Regions from separate parts of the Mus musculus genome. Here region 2 is linked to region 1. The links are chromatin contacts, called in public Hi-C maps. All regions are on one chromosome and are shown on one strand. The core of a region is the stretch at or near the end of the contact, and the rest is flanking DNA. Distances in the headings are between cores, read along the strand shown. Region 1 overlaps Dgki (diacylglycerol kinase, iota). Region 2 overlaps Creb3l2 (cAMP responsive element binding protein 3-like 2).

Region 1 (7,621 bases), core at 3,742-6,241:
AGCTTCCCATGCAAATGCTTAGGCCACAGCTGGAGCCTTGTGTTTGCTGACCAGTGAATCTTTTATTACACAGAGCAGATAAGAGTTTTCCAGAGAAGGACAATTAGCAAGGAGCCGGAGGGGCCTGGGGAGAGGCCCAGGTGAAACGGTGGAGAGAACTGAGTGGATTGGATGGGAATCAGAATTGTGTTGTTAGCTGTGAAATTATAGGTGAGCTACTGACTGCCTGAGCTTCCATAGTGTCATGAGTAACATGGAGAGGGGACAGTTTCTGTATGATGGTAACAGGGAGGACTGGTGAGGTGCCACAGAGGTCAGAGGTAGGAATGAGACTATGGGCATTTTATATGTCAGGGTTTGGTGTGTCCTCTGGAGTGGTAACTAGTATGGCTACCCTCACCTGCCTTCCTAACCAAGACGGTGGGAGTGAAAGAAAATGACATACTCTGGTGTTTGTTGTTGCTATAGCAGAATACCCAAAGTGGGTCTGTTTATAAGGAATAAAGGCTTTATTCATCATACATTTCTGGAGTTGGGAAGTTCCAGGGAAGACTACTGTTTCTGTCAAAGTCCTTTTTGCTGGTGGGGACCTCAGGTAGAGTCTCAAGTCAGCAAACAGCATCACCTGGGGAGGCATGTGCAAAGAACAGCATATTCATAACAGACTGACTCTGGAGATAAACTCACCAATCTGTATATCGATCATCCCATCTGTGATAGCAACACCCTCAGGACTTAATCATCTTGTAAGGGCTCTCCTTTATATCTGCTTCTTGGTATCTTACAATGGGGATTAAACCTCAGCATGGGTTTCCATGGAGCATTCAAATCATGGCAAGGGGTGAGTAAGTGCCCAGGGCAACAGGCAGAAATGGGGCTACCGTGGTATGCCAGTCAAGCTTCAGGAAACTCTGTCCTGAGAGGCTAGGGGTGAGCGACCTCATGGGGTTGGTAAGTGGCCTGCCTTAGGAGGCATTTACTCAGGGCTCTCAGAAACTTCTGTACAGTGTGGCATTTCCTGTTGGATGTAGTGTGCTAAATCAACTTCGAGGTTCTTAGGACCGACTGTGGCATGTGGTGCTGCCCTTGGGCCAGGTGGCTTGTAAAATAAGTTAAATAGTGAGGTGCAAGCTCCCCTGGCCTTCTTTACCTTATTTTACATGTACAAAAAGAAGACCATAAAGGGAATTCTCCCTTTTACCTCCCGTCAGAGTTCCTTATGAGCAATAAAACGAATCTAAAATTCAAGACTGTCTATCAGGGCTTGATGTGTGTTCAGGAGGTTATTAGAACATTGGTGTCCTGAGCTTAGGGTCTGATGCTTCATGAAGCATGTATCACGGAGTATCCTTGAGTGATCCCAATCACAGCTGGAGCGAGTATCTAAATGCAGCTATTAAATATTTTCAGGACCTGGGATCAGTGACAGCGTCTGACATCTTCAGTGTCTTAAAACAGATATAGCATTTATACCTATGCCCTGGGAAGAGACCAGATCGTGGAAGCAACCTATCACTTCACTTCCGTGTCTGATTTTCAGACCCAGGCCACTCGTGTTGCCTTTACAGTTATGAGAAGAGGGAGGAAACCTCTCAGGTCTTAAGCCTTCTGTTGTAACATCTGTGGGCAAACTGCTGGCTGGTATCCCACCATCAATGAGCTCAGATTGCATTTTCTGTTTGGGGTGTTACTCCCCCTTGGTGACCCTCTCTCTACCTGTTAGAGTTGTCAATAACACGTAAATAATGCCTCCTTCCTTCATTCACCGTGTATCACCCATGCTCTTCATTCTTGGAGAGGGCAAGCTAAGGATCTCACTTGAGACTGGAGAGTCAGTTGTCTCATTAGCGTACACTCCGAGATCACCAGAGCCCAGGGAGCAAGATAGTGCTGCTCCTTTCTGGAATTCTGGAGAGTTAGCACAGATCTACCAGCCTGAGCTCCGCGAGTTAAGACTTGTTTTACCGGGATTTAGTTACACCCTAAGTAATAGATGAAAGCTATCGAGTGACCATCAGTGTTCTTTGGGGGAATCAAGCAGCTGGAGCTTCATCCGCCTGTGCATAATTTCTCTCGTGCCTCAGAGCCATGCCATTTTTGACAGTGGTCATTTGTGGACTTCCAATAAGAAAAGAAAGTCACGTGGAAAAACTCAGTGTGCTTATTGCAAAGGCATAAACATGTTTTACATCTATCATATTCTTAAAGAAATTGGTGACTCATCAGACTTCTGGACATTGTGCCCCTCTGGAAATGTCTCTCCTTAATGATTAACTTAGATAAGATTCAAGAGAACACAGGCATTAAAGCTTTAGATAATGGATACCTCGAATGAGGCCAGAGAGTTTTGCATACAAATGAATGTTTGGAACAATGGAGCTAAATCTTAATGTAATCATTCTTTGCCCTTCACTCTTTCATATTAAGCTCCCTATTTGTCAGGCACTGGACTGGATACTGGGCCTAGGATCTATATGCACCATGAAAGGTATAACAAGAGATAGGTGGTGTTCTTGGTGGAAATAATCCCGGGATGCTGTGGCACAGATGAAATGAATCTTATGAAGACTTGGGGGACTGGTGGTATTAAACATTTGAGGCCACTGACGAAGGTTAAATTTGAAGAGTTTTGAAGAGTGTAGAGGAGTTTTGGAATCACATAATCAGGGAACAGCATGCATAGTGGATGACACGGTATGCAGGAACTTTGGATAACCTGGAAAACCAATTTGCAATGGTCACCAGTGACTGAGAACTGGAACGGGGGGGGGGGGGGCTACAGATTTCCTTTTCTCTGTGGTTCTGTGCTTTCTGAGTGAGAGGAAAACCCATGGAGTACCCCAGAAAGAACAGTTGTATCATGAAAGGCCCGCCTTTTTAATCTCAAAGATTATTTTCATACTTATCTGATGTTGGCATCCCTTCTCAGGCCACTCCCTTAAAGAATTTTGTTTCTGTTCTGATGTGGGACCCAGAGATGTATTTAGTAGAGCCATAGGTTCATTTGTGAAATCATAGACCAGGGAGAGCTGTAGAGACTTAAAAACTGGGAAGAACTGTTGATAAGGAATGACTTGAAAAGGAGAAATGCTTTTGACGATATAAATCATAAATAATATGGGTCAAGAAAGAGATAATAGCAGAAAGTTTAGACTGTCTTGAGGGAAACTGAAGAAGTCAAGTCAGTTAGACATGGTCATGACCTAGCTATACTACAGTTAATAAGAGGTGAGGAAGAAATGACTCACAGTGCCAGTTTTCAGGTGGCACCTAGAGGTCGTATGGTTCCTGGAGATAGATTTTTGAAGTCGAGTTCAAGATGCTTAGGCAGCTTTGGGTGAGGATTGCTAACAGATTCTAAGATAGGAAGGTCTGGAGTCTAGGAGATTCTGTAGGCTTCCATATACTGTGGTATTTAAATGTATGTAACAGATTATTAAGGGGGCAGAGCATTCAGTAGAGAAGGGTAGAAGGCCTGGAACAGAAGTCTATTGAAAACTCTAAGAGAGCTAATGAGGCATTCATGACAGAAGCCAAGAGGGAAGACAGGGAGGAGAAGGGGACAGTGGGAGACGATATCAAAGGAGAAGGAGACAGGGCAGCTAATACTGTTGACCAGCTTGGTGATGGTAAGACCTTGGGAGAAGGATTATCTTTGAAGAAGATTCAGGGCCCTAGTCTGAGGTAGCTCCCTGGGCAAAGTAGACTCAGCAAATCCCAGCAAGCTGAACAAAGAACTCTGATTATCCATTTCTTGGTCACTAGTGATTTTTGAGCATTTACGGGGTGTGTGTGGGGGGGCATGTCTTTGTTTATGTATATTGCTTCATTTAATAATCTCAATTAACTATAAAGAGTAGATAAGTTACTACCTCAGTGAAATATGAGGAAACTGAGGCAACAAAGGTTAAATCATTTGCCTAAAGTTAGGGCACTTGCAAACACTCAAGCCAAGATTCAAAGGTCAGTGAAATGTCTTTGAAGACTTACCTCTGTGTTTTGGGGCATAATCCCAGCTACTTGCTAAGGAGAACAACCAACCGTGTGGGGTGCACTGAGGTCAGTCAGTAGGAAAGCTCTTCACAACTGTGGCTCTGCCATGATTCTGGAGGGAAATGTTCTGCACTAGGTTGAATGCAAACCAAGGGAAAAATGACAAGAAGGTGGATTTCCAAAGCTGAAGGTGTGGCCAGTGGGCAAGAACTTGAGTCAAAAGGAGACCCCCCGCCCCCGTTTAAAGGTGGAAAGCTATACTTGTATTCTGAGGGGAAAGCGAGTAAGCATAGAGAAGCTGGTTTAAGAAACAAGAGAAGGAGGACATTTGGGTGGAATTAAGCTCTCCAAGGTAGCAAGAACCAGCTGAATCCGGAGCATCCTAAAGAGACTCACCCTGGACAAGAAAAGAGTGGAGGAGTGGAGGGGTGTGCTGTGTGACTTCTGGAGAAGGACTGTATCTTTGAAGAAGCATTCAAGGCTCTAGTGTGATGTGGGTGGTTCCTTGGGCAGAGCGGTCTCAACAGACCCCAGTGCGTTGGTTAAAGAACTCTAACAATCAGTTTCTTGGCCAACCAAGAGAGTTTTTAATGAACTTCACCAGTAGTGTCCCTTATTCTCTTCTATCTCTAGGGCCTCTGTAGAGCCTTAGTTTCCAGCCAGGTGTGGTTTCCCTCCTGAGTGGTACTTTTCCATTAGGAATAAACAGAAGAGAAACTGCTCTGATGGAATCTGGTGGAGAGAGGTGAGAAAAGGGAACAGGGATTTGTGCACCTTCTCTTTGTCACTACTGGAAAAGAAGGAGATGGAGCCAAGGGGGGTAAAGTCACAGAGGTAGGGGCAGCCAGGAGGTGGGTTGGAGGAAAGCCAGCTTGTTTAACAAGCAAAGCAGATAAAGATTAGAGTAACCATGACAACAAGCTGCTGGCGGAAGACTGGGGTTTGGGACTGAGGGAGGGAGGTGGAATGAGTCAGCTGGGTAAAAGCCCAGAGTTTTGGAAAACGACATTTCTTCCCTCAGGCTCTTGGCTGTTATAGACATCACCATAGTCACCCACAGTGACTAGAAAGGAGAGAAAGGCAAGAGGGAGGGCAGGGGAGATCAGTAGGTAAGGTGGGTCTAGCTAACTCAGAGAAAGGAAGGAACCTGGGGCTGGGAACAGGGCTGGCGGCTGCAGGGATGCTGGGAACACTCAGAGTGCGTTGCCTCAGTCTACCTCTGGCGTGTACATTTTTCTGTTCAGTCCTATTTATCATGTGTGCTGTGGTGTGGAGGTGCCGCAAAGAATGTGGTTTTTGTATTTTTAGTTTTCTAGAATGTCTTTTTTTTTTTTTTTTTACTCCTGAGCAACGAGGCCTGAGCCTGTCAAGAATGCTTTTCTGGGGATGTTCCAAGTTTATGTGTACCCGAGAGAGGGTAGAGAGATGGTATGTTCACGTTAATGTGGCCTCTTTACCAAGCCTACATCTGGACTTGGTCAAGAACTTCTTAGAAGTCGTTTGCCCTTGAGACGTTGCTAGCCTCTTCTGTAGCTGCTCGGGGATCTGTCAGTAAGAACACGGATGCTTTGAAAAGAGAGGTGAATGCTGCTGCTACTTTCTGAGTAAGATCAAAGCACCTGAGTGGGAATACTGAGACGCTGGCAGCATCACAGACAAACGGCTCTTTTGGCTTACGTATCTCCTCATCACGCCCAGCATGGTCTGTCCCAAAATAGCACCAGCACGGTTGGAGAGGGACACAGACTTCTCAGTCTAATGTAAAGAGCTCTGAAAAAGTGGCTTTGGAGGTCAGCTGCTTCCCTCCCCTGCTTCCCAACTGCACCCCGACCCTTCCACATCTTCCTACACATGCAGATTCCGGAGCTACAGATTGTCTGGGCAGGGGGTGGGGCTGGAGTCTAGAATGAGTCCTGGGGAGGCTGAAGGCCAAGGCCCCTCAGGACCTTGCAGCCCTACAGGCGCTGAAAGCTTAGGAATCATAGATAACAGCGTACCGGAGACCTTGCAGTTTTAACTGAGGAAAGAGGTGGCAAAGTGGATTCACAAACCTTTCGAAATCGATTGTCTCCAAAGTGTATGTAGCTCAAGCGCGTGAAAAAAGAGGCTCTCTTGTTCAAAGAGGAAAAATTCTAAGAGAGATATAGGTCCAAGCTCTTTGTTGCAAATTGTCATAAATAGCTGGGGAGAGGGAACACAAAGGTAGCTGATCTCCCCTGAGGGTAGAAGAGGGCTGGCTCAGGCATGAGAGAGGTGGCAACTTGGACAGCAGCCTCAACGGACCTTTTCTTTTCCTTCTTTTCTCAAGCCCGCCTCTCTCAGGTGGATAAAGTCATCCTGTGTCTTGGCTCCATCATGAGTGGGAGGTATAACTTTTGTTCAGCAGTGAGACAGAGTTCCTAAAACCCTGGGGGCCAGGCCATGCGCTGAGATTTTGTTGGTGAGAGAGCTCTCCAGAAATAGCGACTTTAATTTTCTTTGTTGTCTGGCACCTACAGGGTTTGACATAAACTACTTGTTGGGAGGTCACTCACCAAGCACCCTAAAAGGAAAGAAGAGAAAGGAGGGTGTGGGTGCAGGATGCAACAAAGCGTTCCCTTTTGTGTGGGGAATAAGATCATTCAAGAGGATGTGAGGAATGGATGAAGGTTCTGAGCCAAGTCACAGGCACACACCTCTATTCCAGCCCTCCGGAGGCAGAGTTAGAGGGATCTATGGGTTCGAGGCCAGCATGGTCTACAGAATGAGTTCTAGGACAGCCAAGGCTACACAGAGAAATCCTGTCTGGGAAAACAAAAACTAAAAATAGCAGCAGCAATAGTAACAACAGCAGCAACAAACGAACCAACCAACCAAACGAAAAGAAAGTTCTATGCTGGCGTGTAAATTGTTCACTTACCTCATAGTCAGCCTTACAAATTAACTGAAAGTCTTTTCATTTGTGAGCTAATTTACCAAGCACAAATTGTCTCTGGGCAAGTGCTGTATCAGAACAAGAGAAATATCACAAGGATGCAGATAACACACCATTTCTCCTCTCTAGGAGTCCGAGGTTAGTGGGTGAGAGACACAGACATAGCTCGCTGTGTTATAAGTTCATGGATAGTCTGATGGGTGGACCCATGAGCAAATTACAAGAAGTGATGGTCAGCTTGTCCTGGGTGAGGGTAAAAGGGTAAGGATGGAGTATCATTTAGGAAGCAGCAGCAGCAACAAAGCTTCATCGTTCTGTACCAAAGTCTAGAGATTCCAAACCAAGGTTCTGACAGGGTTAGGTCTCTGGGGAGATGTCTTCCTAGATAGAAGTCCACCTCTCTTTCCATGCTTCTGAGAGAGAAGAAATGTGAAGGAGCACATGGATATATTTTCTGGTGTCTTTTCTATAAAGGTTCCAATCTTATCAGATCAGAGCTGCACTATTTAAAAAAATCTGTACACTAATCGATTCATCTATTTTTGGTGGTGGGGGTTGGGTACTCCATAATGTATGTGTAAAGGTCAGAGGACAGCTTGTGGAAATTCATTCTCTCCTTCCACCATGTCGCTCCAAGGGATCAGACTCAAGTTGTCAGGCCTGGTGACAGGAATCTTTTCTCGGTGAGCTATCTCAGTGTCCCCAAAGCCTTAC
Region 2 (7,621 bases), core at 2,117-4,616, 120 kb before region 1:
TACACACCTCATTGTACTTGTTTCTTACTTGTTCTCTTCAACCAGTCTCTCTTCTGCTTTCCAGTCACCTGTATTCATTACACTCTCTCACCTCTCATGGTCCCCTTTTTACTTTCATCACACACATACATACACACAGGTATGTGTGTGTATATGTATATATATATATATATATATATATATATATATATATACATACATATATACATATACACACATACATACATGTATCACACAGACACACATATATATATACATACACTCATATACACATATGCACATATGTACACTAACACATATACATACCCATATGCAGATACACATACATACATACACACACACACACATATATATATATACACACATGTACACAGGTATACCCAGATACATACATATGCTGATATACACACAGATATATACATATATGCATATGTGCACATATTCACACAGGTACACACATATATACATATACACATAGGTACAAAATGCACATGCATAAATGTGTATATACATATCTACCCATATACATAGGTACACATATGCACACACACACACACACACATACACACACACACACACACACACACACATATATATATATATATACATACATATACACATGTATCTACACAGACACACATGTACATGTACCCATATGTGTGCACATAGGTACATACATGTTCATGTGTATACATGTACAAACAGGTACACATGTACATACAAGTACACATATACACAAATATACATCTGTACCAACATGTATCCACATACATATATGCACACATCATACATGTATATGCATGTACACACAAGTACACATGAGCATACGATCACATTCATGGATACACACATACAAACATGTATCCCTATGCATATATTTGTGTCATTATTATTAGACATTAGTGGCTACAGACCTCACTGCTATTAGACTGGTTGTTACCATGGCCCTTTATTTTCACCTGGGTCCTGGTACAGTTCTCCCTTCTGTGGTTATTTGTAATAGTGACGTTTTGTGTCTAATGACATGTGCACATGTCATTCCATGGGGCTGTTGTCAATATCACATTAATGTGACTGCAGCACATTTCCAGCAGGAAAAGCAGCAGCAATCTGCATGTCACCAAGCTGTTGCCTTCTGCCAGAATTCCAAACTGAAAGCATGCATTGGGAACTACAGTGTTTGCTCATCTTAAAGGGCTGTTTGTAAGTTCTTAGAAATCAGAACCCATTCAATGACCAGTTTCACTTCAGCTGACTCCGTGTATGATCATCTTTGAGTCTGTAAAGAATACACTGATGGATGTCAAATCAGTGAGCTTAGCCTTTCTGGCTTCCTCCAACAATTCCCCCAAACTTAGAGCATCTGGCACTGTAACTGGGAGGGTTGTGGTGGAGGTCTGGCTTGGAACTTGTGCCACTCATCCCACCAAGGCGCTTTTGGGATATCTTCCTTGCTAAAAGTCCCTTTTCAGGGGGGTACCTGGAAGAATATTTGTCTTAGGAAAGTGGATGCTAATCCCAGGAGTCTTACCTAGAAATTGGAAGGGAGGGGTATTTCTGTTGTCCTGGGGAATCTGTTTTCTCAGACCGTGGGTGGGCAGAGAGGAAGTGTAGAATGTTTGATGATAAACAGGCAAAAAAATATATAAATAAATAATATTTATGTTTTTGCTTCCAAGCCACCAGAGGATGTTGGAGCAAAGTAGATGGCATTGGTACAGCTTGGGAAGGGTCCTTCTAGCTGAAGGCTGGGTAGAGAGAAGATGACCATCCCTGTGTAGCTTACAGCTGAGCTTACATCCTGGCACAAGAATGCTCAAGGCAGAGTTGGGGCACCCAGTGACAGCATCAGCCAACGCTGGAAGCAGTGAGGTCCCTGCTGTAGTTCAGCAGGCAGCCCAAGACCTTAGGATCGATGCCTTGGAAGAAGTGTTCCTGCCTGTGGGCTTGCTTGTATATAGGTCCCAGGACTTGAGGGAGAACCTCGAGAGGAACTTGGGGCTGGCATTACAGATGACAGTCACATGCTACACACACACATGCTACGGCTGGCAGGATGGCAAGTCTGTAGAATGAGTTCCACTGAGCCATTGGCCAGGCAAGAGCTCACTCAGTATCTGGTGCTGCTGCGGTGGGGGCTGTGTTGGTGGGTAGTGCAGAGGCTTCTGAGGAAGCTTAGGCAGGACAGAGAGGAAATTCTACGACAGAAGAAAGTTCTGCAGCACAGGGACTCTTGGTTATGAACTTTTAAAGTGGAATTTAAAATAAGTGTGCTATCAGCATTTCTTCACCTTGAGCAACATGCAGTGTGCTTTTAAAGCAAATCCTACTTTGATAAATTAATAAGGGTCATGTCTAACCCCATCTGGTCATGCTTTTATATAGCCAAAATGAAAAGTATGATTGAGTACAATAGCCTTCCATAGGAAATATTATCTTGCTATCCTAAAATTATTCCACATGGCAAAAAACACAGAGTGGGTAGGACCACAGGGAGATTTTTTTGAGTTTAGAAAGCCTTCTACCATGTGTGCTGAGGGCTGTTCAAATTCTTTCACCAAGTCTACCTCCACTGATACTGCAGAAAGGAAAACCATCTCAAAGCCAGCCTACCCTTGCTTAAACTAAGAGAATTCATGTCTTTGATACTGGGCAGGACAGAATTACAAACCTCAGAAAAGCTTGCATGTGTTTTCATCATTGGAAAGACATGCCGCGGGTAGGCTGTGATGGCAAGCAAGATGTGAGGAAATCCCAGAATTCTTCTTGCCTGGCTTTCAAACATTCCATCACGGTTCGCTGTTTTCTGAAAATCTTTGATACTCAGACCGTATGTTCTCACAAACCCTTTCCATTTTGTAGTGGATGCCGGCCTTGAGCAGAGCTGATGAGAATGAGGCAGGGGTCCCAGGCTTTATGCTAGTCCCCCTGAGTCCCGGGAGACACTCTAACCTGGGAGGATGTGCTGCCAGACCCCTGCTATGTCTTGCCATTCTTGGTTTAGGATTTGCAAAGATGCTCCCACACAACATCCTGATATTACAGTGTGTATACTGCTGTCCTCATCTCTGAACATCCACAGTTGTCCTAGCTGGGGAGTACCATCCCCCTTTCCCTCTCTCCTCTTCCCTGCTCCCTCCCTTCCTCTGCAGAGTGCTCTGTGTAAACTTGCCGCTCACTGATGGACTGGCCATTTCCAGTCAAGCCACCACCTCTGGCCCCTCCTGCTATTGTTCTCTGCCGGCCTTTGTTTCTCTCCTTCTCTTGTTTTTGTTTTTATAGATCAGTGTCTCTCATCTCTTGGTGAAACGAGCCTCCTTTGTAATTACCACTGCCCTAGTCAGTTCAGACTGCTGTAACACAATACCATAAAAGGACTGGCTTGGAAACAACAGAAATGCATTTCTTGCTGTACTGGAGGCAGAGGCGGCCAAGATCAAGGTGCTGGCAGATTCGGTGTCTGGTAAAGGCTGCCTTCTGGTGCAAAGAAAAAAACGACAGCTCCTAGCTGTGTTCCCATGTAGTGAAGAACTGTACTTTTAGCCCCTTATGTGGGCACTCGTCCTGTTATTAAAACTCTATTCTCAAGGCTACTCACCCCACACCCCCTGCCTATTATCATTATATTGCAGCTTCAGTCTGAACATAGGAACTTGGAGAGAGGGGAGTCATCCAACCAGAGTGTCCTTTTCTTCCCTCATTGGCTGACAGACAAGTTTCTGCCTGTCAGGGTTGATTTGGGGGCTCCTCTCTTGCCCAGAACAGCTGCAGGCTGCAGAGCTGTTGTCAAGGCTGACTCTGAAGCTCCAGGGGGTTCTGCGGTGGCGCTGCCAGCAGGTGTAGTCCAAAGGACACCCGCCCAGGTGTAGTCCTTTTGCCGTGCTTCCAGACCCTGCTCAGTCACAGGTGTGAAGCCGCTATGACTTCTGCGGGAGAGTCGTTCAGAGCAGCTCGCTCTCACGTGCCCCTTCCTGACTTTCACTTATCACCGTGGCAGGACTCTCCTTCAGCAACTTCAGAAGCTTCAGACTTTGGTGATGGGGAAGGTCTCTCGAACCTGCAAGTTAGCTGGCACACAGACTGGCACCTGCCTCATGGTGAGTTTCCCAAAGGGACTTCCTCCCCTGGCAAGCCCCCCATTTCCAGACTCCCCTACCTTGAAAATGCTAACAATGAATGAAGCCAGAGAGACCATACATCCCGTTCCAAGGCTTCCCCTTGTCTCGTCATTTCAAGGACACAAGTGAGGGTGACCTGACCCCTAACAGACTTGTGCTCTTTCTTGTCCCTTGTTCCCAGAGGTCAGCCACCCACAGTCTGAGCTCTACAGCTCCCCGTGTTCTCTCCTTACCTCTAGGTCGTTGTGCTTTGCTTTGCTGTTGCATTTGGAAGCTTCTTTCAAGGCTATGGGCCTTATCCTTCTGCCACCAAGATGGCTCTGCCCAGCCAGCATCCTCTGTCAGAGCCATACACAGCCTCCGTGGGTAAGTCACCACCTTGTTTTTGTTTGCCTGCAGTTGGCTTTCCGAGCTCTCTGCAAGGGATCCCAACCCATGTGTAAGAGTAGAGCATCTCTGTTTGCAGGTGGGGTGTTCTGGGAGTGGCCACTGGACTCCCTGGGTAGCACCAGGAATTCTCAAGAATTCCACAGAGAGTTAACAGAAGTCCCTAGTGCTCCAGATTCCTTCTCTGATAAGCCCTGACACCCCCTTTGGAGTTCTGACTTGGGGTGGGGTGGGGCGATGTGGATCTTGGAAGACCAGAGAGCGAGGAGGACATTTAGCTTGCTCTGATATCTCAGAGTCTCTGACTCCCTGAGGGGAGTTATATGGTGTTGCAGTGAGAGTTTGCAACAAAAATTAAAGAACTCATCTGTCTTGGGCTCAAGACTTTGGATGCTCAGAGATGTTCACCAGATAGCATATACTGTTCTCACCTTGACCAATGGTAATCTTTTGAGTATTTAGAAAACAGAGGGGAACAAGGAGGGAATATACACCGAGTGGCACAGCTCTATTAGCAACAACACACAGCAAGTTTGGAGGCACTGGATTTGAGAAAGGGATAATTTCACCATTCTCGAAATGTCTGTGGACTGCAGCCGTTAGGCCTATCCAGGCTAGACAGGTGATAAAATGACATTCCTTTCAGATAATTTCAGTCGATTCTTGGGGACCTTCTGCACCTAGGAAGATAGCTTTAAATTTTGTAAGTTAAGGGGAGCACTGTTTCTATATTCAGGAAAAATGGTTGCAGAGTCATCTATGTGACTCTCCCATAATGCAACAGAGGTTGTCGCCCTCTGACTTGTTGGATTGGCTTTGTGCTGTCTCAGCAGATTCTAAGACCTGCTTTCTGGGGATGCCTCCTCTTTCGTCTGGGTTTTAACAGCTCCAAGTATTTGACCCCAGCTTTCCTTGAGTTTTTTCCCCCCAGGGTCAATTATGGGTAGGTGTGAGGGGAGTTTTATTTAAAGACAGTGAGGGTGGAAGTGGGCTCAGTGTTTATTTGCTTTTATGTCCTTCCAGCCTGTAGCATTGGTATAAGTTTTGATCCATAATCTCTGAAACCTGAAGCCATTGCAGAAAGCCAAACCTAGCTGGCACTCCATCCCAGGAGATGAGAGTGTGTTAATTGTCATCTGCTACTGGCCTGGGGCATTTGGAGTAAAGGGCGTATATGGGCCTTGAGGTGTTTTGCTAATATCTGTTGCCCTGTTCTTTCTTCAGTGAGATCCAGGAACCTGCTAATCTATGAGGAACACGCTCCCCTGGAAGAGTCGTCGAGCCCAGCCTCAGCCGGGGAGCTGGGGGGCTGGGACAGAGGCTCCTCTCTGCTCAGGGCATCGTCGGGGCTTGAGGCCCTGCCAGAGGTGGATCTTCCCCATTTCCTTATCTCCAATGAGACGAGCTTGGAGAAGTCAGTACTGTTGGAGCTTCAGCAGCACCTGTGAGTTCTGTAGGTCCAGACCTCGTGCTTGATGATGGAGTGTGGATCAGCCCCGGCAGGAGGGCAGACACCAGAGGCCCTCACAGGGCCCACCTTCAGTAACAGCCCAGGGAAGGATCTGTGGATGGCTGTTAGCAAGGAAAGGGTCTAAGATGAGCTAATCTAGTCTCCATATCATCAGCCCAGGGCTGGCAGTGATGATCCCAAAGACCAGGAGAAGATGTGAGCCGCCTCAGTCAGTATGACCGTTTTTCTCCCATAGTCACAAACTGGCCATATGTCGTAGCACGTATCTTTAATCCTAGCACTTGGCAAGAGGAGGCAGGAAAAACCAGGAATTCACGTCCAGCCTCAGCTTTATACTGAGTTCATGGTTAGCCTGGGCTACCTGAGATCCTGACTCCCCAAAAAACACCTGGTGACGTAGAGAGCTTGTTCTGCAAATGCACCTTCAATCCACTTCTATAGTTTCCTTCTAACTAGAGAGCAAAATAATGCTGTGATGGGTATCAGTATAAGTGATGGTTTGTATGTCAATGCACGGGAGTTAGCTGTGACTGCAGATGAGATGCTCTCTGTGTGAAATGCTTGGGGCCAGTGTGAAATGTTTGGAATATTTTCCAGGTGTTAGAATATTTGCACATACATAACGAGATCCAAGTCTGAACATTTATCTATGTTAGGCGACAAAGTTTTAGTTCTTAGAGCAGCTCAGAGTTTAAGTCTGAGGATTAGGGATGCTCTACCCTGTACACGTTTGTATCCTTCTATCGAGAGGCAGCACTGGCGAAACACTGTACATTTTTTTTTCCACATTGAAAATCATTCATATTTAGCTCCAATTCTGCACTAAGTTGTTCCTCTCCGATAGCCGATGGGGAGGGAGGGGTCCTTAATGGCTGATGCAGTCTTAAGGTACTGCTGTTGTAGGGGGGCACTTGGGGGCGCCAATTGGCACAGGACTCACACGTGCTCCCTCTGGGCAGTGTACGGTGATGCTGGTGAGTCAGCGAATCGGTGCTCCTAGGCCGCTCCGAAATGGGGCCGCTCCGGGGTAAGCAATGAAGACTCCATTTTTACTTCTCTCCCAACTCTTTGCAACAGAGTTCATGATCATACGTACTTTTATATGTGGACATGGCAAGCACATATTTAACACTGGTACTAGTCATGCCTGTATGTACTATCAAAACAAATCTTGTAAGTATCCCACCATGAGTAGCCTTAAATTTATTCCCATTCTGGAAAGAACCGGAAGCTAGTACCGAAGCCCCAGGAGACCGAGCTGCTGGATGGCGTGGCTCGCCGCACAGTCTGCTCTCCCAGCTCGGGGTCTGGAAGCCCAGTCTGATCCCTCTGTTTACTGCCGTGTCTCCTAAGTAATAAAACTTCCCCAACTCCCGTCAGAGTGCTGGGAGACTTAATGAGCTGATATACAAGTTGATCTTGTGGTTATTTTATGGTATGTATTCTGTGTTATTTTAAGTTGATTCATTAAAAAAAAATCATTGTCTGGATTCTTAATTCCAGAGCAGATGTCAGCCCTTAACCCTTTTTTTCCTCCTCCCTGTAACTTAAAGCACTGAGGTCATTAATATACAAGCAACGGCCATTGAAAGCAATTTAAAACAAGTCAGCATCAAACTAGCAGAGGTCTCCTCTGCGCCAAGAT

The links. Hi-C and Micro-C count contacts between places; a contact is called where the count stands out from the background.
Region 2: a Hi-C map of uterus shows a contact between it and region 1. The contact joins two enhancer-like sites. A contact is called at or near these places in 1 of 39 promoter capture datasets (the 3T3-L1 cell line), 13 of 484 Hi-C or Micro-C datasets (the 3T3-L1 cell line, the C2C12 cell line, cerebellar granule neurons and 6 more) and 4 of 115 datasets of contacts at active chromatin or transcription factors (embryonic stem cells, extraembryonic endoderm stem cells and stem cell-derived neural progenitor cells).

The regions. Positions count from the first base shown.
Region 1 is chr6:37,213,926-37,221,546 of GRCm38.p6, reverse strand. The region is part of intron 1 of Dgki (diacylglycerol kinase, iota); the gene reads left to right. Among named protein-coding and RNA genes, the nearest start is that of Dgki, 82 kb to the left of the region's middle. Within about 2 kb of position 4,991, at least 102 of the 459 cell types and tissues checked have an H3K27ac peak or open chromatin away from gene starts, as enhancers often do. A contact at or near this core is called in uterus, where this site is marked.
Region 2 is chr6:37,332,691-37,340,311 of GRCm38.p6, reverse strand. Creb3l2 (cAMP responsive element binding protein 3-like 2) reads left to right here. Exons shown (of 12, transcript NM_178661.4): 9 at 3,998-4,097; 10 at 4,358-4,484; 11 at 5,730-5,949. Among named protein-coding and RNA genes, the nearest start is that of Dgki, 37 kb to the right of the region's middle. Within about 2 kb of position 3,366, at least 69 of the 459 cell types and tissues checked have an H3K27ac peak or open chromatin away from gene starts, as enhancers often do. A contact at or near this core is called in uterus, where this site is marked.